2 separate regions of the Mus musculus genome follow, and region 2 is linked to region 1. The links are chromatin contacts, called in public promoter capture Hi-C maps. All regions are on one chromosome and are shown on one strand. The core of a region is the stretch at or near the end of the contact, and the rest is flanking DNA. Distances in the headings are between cores, read along the strand shown.

Region 1 (5,555 bases), core at 990-3,489:
ACTCTCTGCCCTTCCTCATGAGCCCAGGAATGTCTCCAAGAGTAAACCAGGCAAGGGTTATTTCACTCCTGGCTTTATAATAAAATAAGTCTCTCTATCTCCCTCTTTTGTTTTTTTCCCAAGACATGGTTTCTCTGTGTAGCCTTGGCTGTCCTGGAACTCACTCTGTAGACCAGGCTGGCCTCAAACTCAGAAATCCACCTGCCTCTGCCTCCCAAGTGCTGGGATTAAAGGTGTGCGCCACCACCGCCCAGCCATAAAATAAGTCACAAGTCTAGTCTGTCTCCCCTCTGACATATTGCTATTTTCTACCTCTGCTTTCTGTCCCAACAAACAAGAAAGAAAAGCATCAAGGGACAGCAACGGGTGACATATCCTTCTCTGTACTGCCAGGATTGTGGTTTTAAAGATCCTTCTTCTATATGAGGTGGGTCTTTTTTCTACGTCTAAAAGAAGCTCATGGGTCTAGAGAGATGGCTCAGTGGTTAAGAGAACTGTCTGCTCTTCCAGAGGTTCTGAGTTCAATTCCCAGCAAACACATGGTGGCTTACAACCATATGTAATGGGATCTGACGCCTTCTTCTGATGTGTTTGAGGACAGCTACAGTGTATGCATAAAAATACAATAAATGATTCTTCTTCCTCTTTCTTTTTTTTTAAAGCCCATGACCCCTTTTATTCATTCCATGTTCTTTCCCTGACTCAACCATTCCAAAGCACCAAGAGCATGGAGCACTTGAGGCTGGGACAATAGGATATGACTAGTTGTTGGCTGGACTTTGGTTTTGTTTATCTGATTTGGTCAACCTCTCTTACCTGGGGTAGGCTGGGGGGTGGGCTGGGCTTTGGGCAATGTCAAAACTTGTAATGTGAAAGAAACCTCCATATTTCTAGGCAAAAATGTCGAAGGAGACAGTGAACAGACTTCAATGATCAGCTGTACTCTGAACTTCAAATGAGCACCCATTCTACAACAATTCTTTGAAGAGCCATAATCCAGCTGTAGCTGGGTTAGCTTTGCCTCAAGGACATGCTGAGACAGGCAGGCGCATAGGAATCAGATGGGGGGGGTGGGGGCGCAAACTCCCCATCACTTTGGCTCTCATTTCATTCTCCACAACAACTTGGAAATAAATTAATTAGCACAGATCTATGGAGTATTTGGATCCCCCAGCAACGACTAGAAACATGCAGCATCAAATTACAGGCCTTTCCCTCTGGAGAGAAAAAAAAATATGTGGTCAGTTGAGGGTGGCATAAAGGGAGTGAGGGAGTGAGGAGGGCATAAAGGGAGCAGGGCAGACTGGATTGCACTGGAGAATGCCCCCTCTCTCTCCCTAACCCACTCCAGGTGGGTTCAGTTCTCCACTGGAGTTCCGCAGCATCCCCTTATTCCCCTACAGGGACTTGGCATCTGGACATGAAAGCAAAACCAAGGAAGCTACTGGCTGGCTGAAAGGGGGTTGGGGACCAGAAAAGCAAGATTTAAAAAAAAAAAAAAAGGAGAAATCCAAAAGAGGTGACCGTCGAGCGGAGAGCTCCATAAATCCTCTGGGCGAAAGGTAGAATCTGGTACCAATTCCGTAGTTGTCTGAGACCTATCCCGCCCACTCATGCTCTCCCCTCTCTCCTAGGATTCGACCCTCTGCCCCCTTTCCTAGTAAAAGGATCGCCATCACAGAAGTCTTTGAAGGGGTTCTGAGGCCATCGGGAAACGCGAAAAGGCGTAACCCACCTGGGCCGGCGCAACGTCCGAAACAGCGCAGGGATCCGGTCCCTCGAGCGTCTTCCACGACCCAATCTAGCTGCCCACGAGACGCCTGAGTAACGCGCCCCATGCCCGAGCCGGGGCTACAGTGTCCGCGCCAAGGACAGGACCTCCCCAGCCCTGGAGCTGCCAGTGTTTCGTCCTGTGCTTCCCACTCCACAGTCCGCCACAGGGCAAAGGAAAAAGCCCACGGAGCGACGCGGGGCTGACCGCACTGAGCCCGGCGTCAGGTGAAATGGGCTACCTGAGCCTGAGGCACGCGAGCGGCGGAGCTGGAAAGCCACTGTGCCTGAGTGGGAAGGCGGGGTGAAGGTGACGACCTACCGCGGTCTGGCTCTCCGGGTGCACGTCCACCAAGGTACACCAGTTCCGCGTCCCGTTCATCTTCACGCGGAGGTCGTATGAGCTTCCTCAACTCCGAGGTCCCGGGGAAACTAGGCCGGCAGGCGGGTGCGCGCGCGGAACCGCCCCCTAGTATAGGCGCGTCGGGGGCGGGGCTGAAGATGGGCCACGCCCAGGGCGGTATTTATCAATGAGGTAGAGCGGAAGCGAGAGGTGGGCGGTGCCAAGAGGCTTCAGGACTCGCCTACCCGTGCTATGGACGATTTACGTAAAGGTGAGGCTTGGGAGTGAAGGTCGGGTGACCGCTTAGGAATTTTACTAAGGGTACGACAAGGTATCTTGTGGTATCTCATTGGTCTTTTTCCTTTCAGTTTTCCAGGTTCGGTGCGGGAAAGAATCGGTCTGGTCGTCTGAGTTGGGGCTTGCACAAGCTTCTGTGGTCTTTCCTGAAATGTAAGCCAGCCTGTAGGCTTTTTAGAGCTGAGTACATCTTTCCTCAGAGTTCTACCACACAGGTAGAAAGGCAGGCACCAAAGACCAGCTCACTCGGACTAGTCTAAGCCAGTCTGGCAGGTGCTTTTTCCTGGCAAGTAGCCCAGGTCGAAGTCAAAGCCAGCTAAGCTCTGGGTGGGGCTTGCTTTGCAGAAACTAGACTTATATGGTAGGGAGAGGCGGGACACATGACCTTAAAAGGAATTTGCACCCTAGAGAAAGAGTCTTAGTGGCACCAAAGGCAGTTGCTTCCCAAGCTTAGGCTGGGATCTTGAGGGCTGACCTCTGGTAGAAGGCTATCTCACTGTGTGATGGTCACAGGGACAGCAGGCGCGGTGTGTAAGGTCTAATCCGATTGAATAGGCAGTACCACTAGAGGTAGCAATTCGTTTTGGTGAACATCTAGGTCCTTAAAGTGTTAGGGTGGGTGTGGGGAAACGAGGTGGGCGGGGACTAGACTGGACTCTGAGTCACTTGCCAGTGATGAATGGATACAAAGCTCTGTCTATACCTGGAAGATAATCACTAGGGACATCAGTGACCAGAATAGGAGAAAAACTCAATTCTGGTCCTTTCTCTATCCTCAAAAAAGGCATTTGTGGTTCTTTGACTGGGAAAGCCCCCCCCCCCCCCACCAGGCTCGGTCATTTGAATACCTGGTTTCCAGTTGGAGGTACTAATTGGGGGATTGCGGAAATGTAGTTTCGCTGGACAACCAAGTCACTGGGGCAGGCTTTGAGAGTTCAAAGACTCCCACCATTCCTACTTTGCTCTCTGCTTCCTGCTTGTGGTTTGAGATCTCAGCTATCACCTTTCTACCATGATGGCGATGACCTCTTACCCCTCTGGAACTGTAGGCTCAAATACACACCTCTTTATTTAACCTGTCTTGACTGTTGTTTTCTATTACAGCAGCAGACAAGTAACTCATACAGCACTCTGTATAAGCTATTCCCAGAGCTTCTTAGGACAGGATGGTTCTACTACAAGTAGTCTGTTTCCTAGATGCCTGATCAGCCACAAGAGACCTCTAAAAAATGAGCTAAAGCCTCATTTTAATGTACAGTTTCAAGGACTCTTGGAATAGGATCTACTTGGCAGGGAAAGGTGCCTGTGGCCAAGCCTCCTGACCACTTGTGTTCAATCCCAGGATTCACACTGTGGAAAATGAGAAAAGATGTTCTATCTCAAAAGTTGTTTTCTGACCTCTACAAATGTAGTATTCACATGTGTACACACACACACACACACACACACACACACACACACACGTTAAAAAAAAGAGAGAAAAGAAAAAAAAACTTTTGGAGTAGGCCTTCAAATTAACCAGAAAAATGAAGACAAGAATTTCATATAGATATGCCATTTTTAATATTTAATTTAAAATTAAACCAAGGCTGGATTGGGAGAAAATATCTGATCTGCAGAATATCTTCTTTTAAATCATGATATAGAAGTCATTGATGAGACCAGAACTTACTTTGGAGATAAGAGGCAAACCATCCCCATTACCTTCACCCACAAGAGCTTGGCATGCCCCAAAACTCAAAGGAGGAATATATTCTCCATGACCCCTTCCCATCTCTACTGAGAGTCAGCTTCCAACCCCAGGCGAGGCTCTGAAACAGGGCCCACTTCTTGAGAAAAGCAAGGATCTGTTGGTTCCCACAGAAGCTGGGCACATCCGAGAAGCCATAAGGAGGCCACAGGGACTAGATGTTTGAACTTTAGAACCTGTATCAACAGTTGCCATGGTTCCCAGGTACAACCACCTTATGGTAGCATCCTCAGTCACAGAGGGCAAGGAAGATGGAAACCCTGGGCAGAACCAGTCCCCACCACCTTACCAGGCCTTTCAAAGCCCTTCTCCCAGGGGCTGCTTGGCAGAGCAGCCTGTAGCTGCTCAGTCACTGGGGTAGGAGGACAGGCTGAGGGCCCCCAATGAGGAAAGGCTGGTCTTTGGAGAGGTATGAATGTGCAGGTTTATAAAAGGCAAGAATAGCATCCTCATCCATCTCACACTGGTAAGGCACTGAGAGTAAAGCAGCAAGGCAGGGATGGAAAAGAAAGACACACGATCTCCTGGACCCAGTGACTGGGGGAAAACAAAAATATTGCAACTGAAGAGATGCTAGGACCAATGACTGTGCAAAAAGAAGTATCTGAGAAGTGGGTAGCGCCACGCCTGCATGTCCATTACCCATAATGTTCCCTCCCTGCTCCAGAGTGGGAGGGAAAACAGTTGTGGGGATCCAGGGAGCAGAACAACATTGGGTATTTCCCTGAGCCATATGGTTAAATATTAAAGAAATAAAGCTTTACATACATGGCAATATCCATCCCTTCCTGTCCTTCACAGTTCCAGTCAGTGTATATTCTGACCATTAGTCCCACTGTAAGGGATGATGGAGAGGTCCTATAGGAAGGACTGACTCAGCAGGACTAAACACCCACTCCTCCAGTGAAAAGAACAAGTGCACCCATCCGCTCATTGCCAATGTTTATCACCATCACTCTGACCCGTACCAGTCTTAAGTCTGAATTGGATCACTTGTAGAAAAAAAAAAAAAAAAAAAAAAGACTCCGAAGCAGGCAAGACAGAGCAGAGCAGAGCAGGGCTGGCTGGGATAGGCTTGACCACAAGCCCGTTTGTGGTCCTGAGCAGAGCCTGAGCTAACATGAGCTAGTCTGCAGGTTGCTCTCAGTAAGCAGTGATGCAATGGATGAGGGGTCGTAGACGTTGTCAAACTCCTCATCAGAGCTCAGCCCCTCTTGTTTGAGGGCTGACTCAGCAGCTGAGCGGGAAGCTTTCCGCCTGAGTCAGAGAGAAAAGGAACAGACTGAGACAATCACACTTTCGTACTAAAGAAGTCATTCTTCTAAGACCTAATACTACTCACATGGTCTCCTGCTAGTCAGGGACCTAGGAAGATAAAGTGAAGGACAGAGGCTA
Region 2 (5,555 bases), core at 1,615-4,114, 130 kb after region 1:
TCTTTTCCCTCCCTGGCACATGCCCAGGGCATTTCTCACCAACTGTACTCTGGGAAAAGCCCAGGACAGACGTTAATTCAGCGCCATCTGTCTGCCTCTGCCATTTCTGCCTGAACACAGGGAGAAAGGACACTACACCTGTACCAGACAGCCACTTCTTCCTGAGTTACTCATTAGCCTGCCCTGCCCCAATTCCATCACCTCTGGCCCAGCCATACGCATCTGGCTTCCAACTAGGAGTGACAGGGTCCCTGGACTTCTAGCAGGAAGTAGGTGGGGGTTGGGGGTGGGGCGGTTTCAGGTGTATGGAGGAAGGGCTGATAGACACAGGGCCAGGCGGTATGCTGGATACTGAATAGATATGCTGGATACTGAATAACTGGAACATTTAGAAAGTAAAAAAACTGAAAAAAAAAAAAAAGCAAAACAAACAACAACAAAACAAAACAGCAATCTCAGTGGTAACAAGAAAGCAAATAAATGATCAAAATAAAAACGGAACGCTCAGTGACATTATCATTTGATAAGAAGGCTCCTTTAGGCCCAAACAGAACTCCCCAAGTGGACTCTAGACCATAGTCACTGAAAAAGCAGAAACCTGAGAGCCAAACTAGAGCTGCTTGGCCAGTGGGGGTAAAAAAACACAATGAAGAACTGGGCCCTTACAAACTCGCTGGACTGGTTTGAGAGGCAAAGAGAAGGGAGGGCCGGGAAGGCTACGTTGGAACCTTGCAAAGCAGACCAGAGAGGTTCCCACCAAAGGCAGAGGAACAAGACCAAGAGTGGAAGCTCTGTCCTGCCTATATGCCAAGGCCGAGGCTCCTCTGGAGGAGGTGGCGGGAGGTGGGGAGGAGGAGACAGGAGTTACAGATGCACAAAGAACTTGGTGACAAGCCAGAGTGTGACAGGAACTTTGTCTCCCTCCACCACTCCCTCTCAAGTTCCCAAAGTGGCATTCCTGGTCTTCCACTTACCTCTGTCAGCTCCCAGGTCCTTGGTTCTCCCCTCCCTGGTACAAAGAGAAGCAGCTCTACCCCCCTCTTCTCCCACAAGGGTAAAGGCAGGCAAGCCAGCCTGAGAACCACAGGAAGCCAGAATCCTCTTAGAATCAGGCAAATCTCTGAATGGGCAGGCCCCAGAGCAAGACCCATACTCCCAAATACCCAGGATGAAAGGAACACGTAGGCAGCTTTGTCTACAAACATAGCGGTTGCTAATTATTTCCCAATTACAGCAACTGTCTTCAGACAGAGCATCAAAGGGGCCAAGCTAAGGTTGACTCTGCTTCACCGCTGCCTACGGCAAGGAAATTCACCTCAGAAGTTGTCTGGTGCCCAACGTATACCTCGTCTGTGGCCTGGGAATGTGGAGGTGTAAGTCCCCTAGTCTTTTGGTCTCCTAGGGAGTTCTGCCTATGTTTCTGCACCACTAGTAAGTACTCTAGTCTATCAAAGATCGTGAATCAAGGATGCCAACTAGGATTTCAGGGAATCAAGAGGATTCTGGGAAGGGTCAAGGAAATTAGCTGCACTTCCAGATCTCACCAGTGTCCCCCAATCTAGAACTAGAGAAAAAGAAGGAAATATAGGGCTGGAGAGATGGCTCAGCGGTTAAGACTGTTCTTCCAAAGGTCCTGAGTTCAAATCCCAGCAACCACATGGTGGCTCACAACCTTCTGTACAGCTACAGTATACTCATATACATAAAATAAATAAATAAATAAATCTTTTTAAAAAATATACAAAGAGACTACTTTGTAACAGAAAAAAAGAAGGAAATATGTATTTGCTGGAAGGAAAAATTTTTACATCAGCCTCAAGAAAGAAGACTATTTCTAGGTGGGTGTGGTGATATGAACCTGTAATCCAGGCACTGGGAGCGGAAGGCAGCCCACCAGTTCAAGGTCAGCCTCAGCTGTACAGCAAGTTCAAGTCCAGCATGGGCTATGGCAAATTCAAGGCCAGCATGGGCCATATGAAACCCAGTATCAATCCTCGTTTCACATCCCCGAGAAAGCAAACATTTTCAGCTAGTATGTGGGTCGAGGGATTTATGCTTCTCCATTCCCATTCCCCTCTCTTGTAGAATACACACAGTTCTTTCTAGAGGAAGAAGGAAAAAATTTCCCTGGCATGAAAGCAAAGAAAGAAACAGCCTTAAATAATCTCACACCTAGGAAAGAGATGGGTGCCCTCGTATTCTGACCTTAGTGTCTTACTGGCAACTGCTTTCACCTGTAGGCAAATGGTCAGGGAATGACCCCACACCTCAGCATTTCCAAAGCCAGAAGGAGAGTGTCAGAGACCAGTAAGGACTGACGGGGGCGGGGAGGGGGTAGTTACCCCCAAAACCAGCACATGCGGATATCACCACTTCAGTCTCTGAACCTCTGGCGGCACTTCCATTTGCTCCAATAGGATGAACCCTCCCCCGCCCCCATGCTGGTCTCCAAGAGAAATTCTGCCCCAAGGGCTGGCGCCTGACCTCCAGAGATTGTAGCGCTGAAATGCATGCATGCCCTGGGAATAACCTAACCCTCAGGTGCCTCACACCTGGCACCTTCCCAGCCACTCGCTTCTGACACCGTGGAGTAGGGGTTAGCTCTTAGCTCTGCCACCGCACTCTGACCGCCCTTCCTGCTAAACTCAGCACCTGTGCCCAGGAGGAGGGCATTTGATGCCTCTACTCCGGCCCTCGAGCATACTCCTGAGGACCCACTCGCATCGCAGGTGTCCTCGCTCCAGACAGATTCACTCACCCCGGTCCAGATCAGTGCTCCCGGATTCACACACCCCGCAGGGGATCGCGCTCCGACCAGCCGAGCTACACGCGCTGCTGCAGCCCAGCCCCTCCGAGCTCTGAGCTCCCTCCTTTCCCCCGCCCACCAACCTGTTACTCCCCAGGAGCTCCGCCCCATTGGCCGTCACCTCCCGCCCCGCCTCACCCCTTCTTCTATTGGTCAGTTTCCCGCAAGGGGCGGAGCAGACACCGCGGGAACCCAGAACCGGGGTCCCCAGCCCGGTGGACGGGAGGGGCGGTGGGGTCACGTGGACTGGTGGGGCGAGGGCGGGGCACCGGGGGACCTAAGAGGCCATTTTGGGGGCGTCGGGGCTCTGCGGACCCGCGTAGCTTAGCGCCAGAGCATCCCCTGGGTTCTGTGGGAAGTGCCTTCCTCGTGCTCTTCTCAAAGCAAATCTCGGTTCACAGCCCTTTCTGCCCTTCATCTGCCTCCGCATAAGCCAGAATACAGTTCTGTCGCTTTCCGCAGAAAATTTCTTCGTAGTCTCCCGATGTCAGCGCGTTCTGCATCTCTGCTCGCCTGCCTTATCGGCAATCCGAACCAAAATCTCAGTCGTGGATTCTCATCCTCGGGCTCCTGGCCTCCATAATCATTTTGCACCCTTTTTCTTTGGAAGATGTAATCACCCAATTTACATCACCCTAAAAATCATTTTCATTTTATCTCCCTATGAAAATCTCGGCCAGAGCCGAGATCTTCATTTTCTTTTGTTTTGTACGCTTCATCTCAAACGCCTATAACAGAGGTCAGCACATAGTTGGCTCTTAATAAAATGTGTAGAATGAATGACTTGGGAACCGAGTGCTGTAAATTTACACGCATCAGAATAAGCTTTATAAGCAGAAAGGAGCTCAACTACAGATTGTAAATCCATCTTTTCTGAAAGCCTGTCAAGTAGGGCTTTTGGTCCCACTACACCGAAAAGACTCTGGGGTGCTTTGCGTGCAGACTGAGGCAGGTAACATTAAAGCTGGCTCCTAGTGTCAATCGCTGAGGTATGTTAAAAGAAGATTGGCTTAGCTTACCTTGCTGGCCTCTGAATAGTTCTCTCCTTTATTTGTTCAGTAAATATTTATTGTAATATATTTAGATTTGAAGAGGAATCTTCCCTACAGCCAGCATTTCTGTGGCGTTAGCTGGAGATCATTCCCTTCCCCTCCCCCAGCCTTCAGATGCTGGGCGTGGACCCTGGAGGGGAAAGTCCACCTACCTGTTCTGTAGCTGGGTTGCTAGGTCTCCGCATTCCATGAGAAGCCTTCTATGAGGGATACAGCCCTTAAGGAGGAACAAGGAGGGAGGGAGAGAGAGGGAGAGAGAGGGGGAGAGAGAGCGAGAGAGAGAGAGAGAGAGAGAGAGAGAGAGAGAGAGAGAGAGAGAGAGAGAGAGAGGAAATATGTGCGGTTTGGGCGACCTATTGCAGAGGTGGTGTCCCTTCTGGGTCAGGTTACTTTTACACCAAAGAGTGGTCTGGAAAAGAGATCTTAAAAATAAACAACTAAACAATCAAACGGACAGACTGATGAATTGGCCCCAATACTAGTAAAGTGAAGGTAATTGAATTCTCCTGGGTACCCCTTAGACTGTATTTAGTGTATTTATAGAAGATAGAAATAGAGTAGTTATCCAACATTAAAGCACGGGTGGGGAGAAATGGGAGCCTGAGTCATCCACCATCAACTTTTCTTCCTTGGGGGATGAACTCAGAGAGCTTTAAGCTCAGATGAAGAAGAGGGGGGAAGCTTCCCCTCCCCCCCCCCCAGATTTCAAAAGAAAATCTATCCTGGTGCACACCTTTGATCTAGCAGAGAGTTTGGGGCTAGCCTGGTCTTCAAATCAAATTCCAAGCCAACCAGAGCTACACCATGGGGGAAGGTGTCATGGAGAGACACTAAAAGACCCAACCCCCCACCCCACCCCTTTTCTGAAAGAGTAGTTGTGAAAGAAGAGGGTGTTGAAGAAATTGAGTCAGATAACTTTAGACACCTGATTGCTGGACCTGCCACAGAGAAATGTGATTGATTCTCTTCGAGGCTGAAAATAATCTCAAAAAACGTGGAGCTGTTGAAATGATCTGTAGCTGGGGGTGAGGAGGGGTATGATAGAGGCCAGTGGAAAGTCACAAATGATTTGCTTAGTAGAAGATTTCTTTTCAACCAAAAGGTATAACCTGATGTGAACTTTTAGAAAACAGGTTAGGTTATATACCCATAGGGGTCTTTTCTACAGGTCATACTAGAGAGATTTCTGGTTTTGGTTGGTTGGTTTTAAAAGATTTATTTATTTTATTAATATGAGTACAGTGTAACTGACACACCAGAAGAGGGCATCAGATCCCATTTCAGACTGTTGTAAGCCACCATGTGGTTGCTGGGAATTGAACTCAGGACCTCTGGAAGAGCAGTCACTGCTCTTAACCACTGAGCCATCTCTCCAGCCCATAGAGAGGTTTCTCTAACTGTGCAGATAAAAAGAAAAGGAAAGAAAGAAAGAAAGAAAGAAAGAAAGAAAGAAAGAAAGAAAGAAAGAAAGAAAGAAAGAAAGAAAGAAAGAAAGGAAGAAAGAAAGAAAGAGGAAGAAAGGAAGGAAGAAAGGAAAACAGGTAATGTTAATGGTCTGTGGTTCAGAAGAGTGCTAGCCTAGCCTGTGCTGAGGATTTGGCTCAGTAGAAAAGTATTGCCTGTCATGTCTAAGGGCCTAGGGTCAACCAGTTGGAGAAAAGGTGTCACAGAGGAGCACCTGCCTAGGGGAAAAAAAA

Evidence for each region. Promoter capture Hi-C pulls out the DNA fragments that hold promoters and counts their contacts.
Region 2: a promoter capture Hi-C map of embryonic stem cells shows a contact between it and region 1, with 4 times the contacts expected there. The contact joins the promoter of Cgn here to the promoter of Tuft1 in region 1. A contact is called at or near these places in 17 of 39 promoter capture datasets (the 3T3-L1 cell line, 3T3-L1-derived adipocytes, the HPC-7 cell line and 10 more), 3 of 115 datasets of contacts at active chromatin or transcription factors (embryonic stem cells and stem cell-derived neural progenitor cells) and 3 of 9 other capture datasets (liver, macrophages and pancreatic islet).

What each region holds. Positions count from the first base shown.
Region 1 is chr3:94,656,633-94,662,187 of GRCm38.p6, forward strand. Tuft1 (tuftelin 1) reads right to left here and starts at 2,240. Exons shown (of 13, transcript NM_011656.3): 1 at 2,093-2,240. The coding sequence starts at 2,152. It also overlaps the pseudogene BC021767.
Region 2 is chr3:94,783,618-94,789,172 of GRCm38.p6, forward strand. It overlaps Cgn (cingulin), which reads right to left and starts at 2,865. Exons shown (of 21, transcript NM_001037711.3): 1 at 2,759-2,865.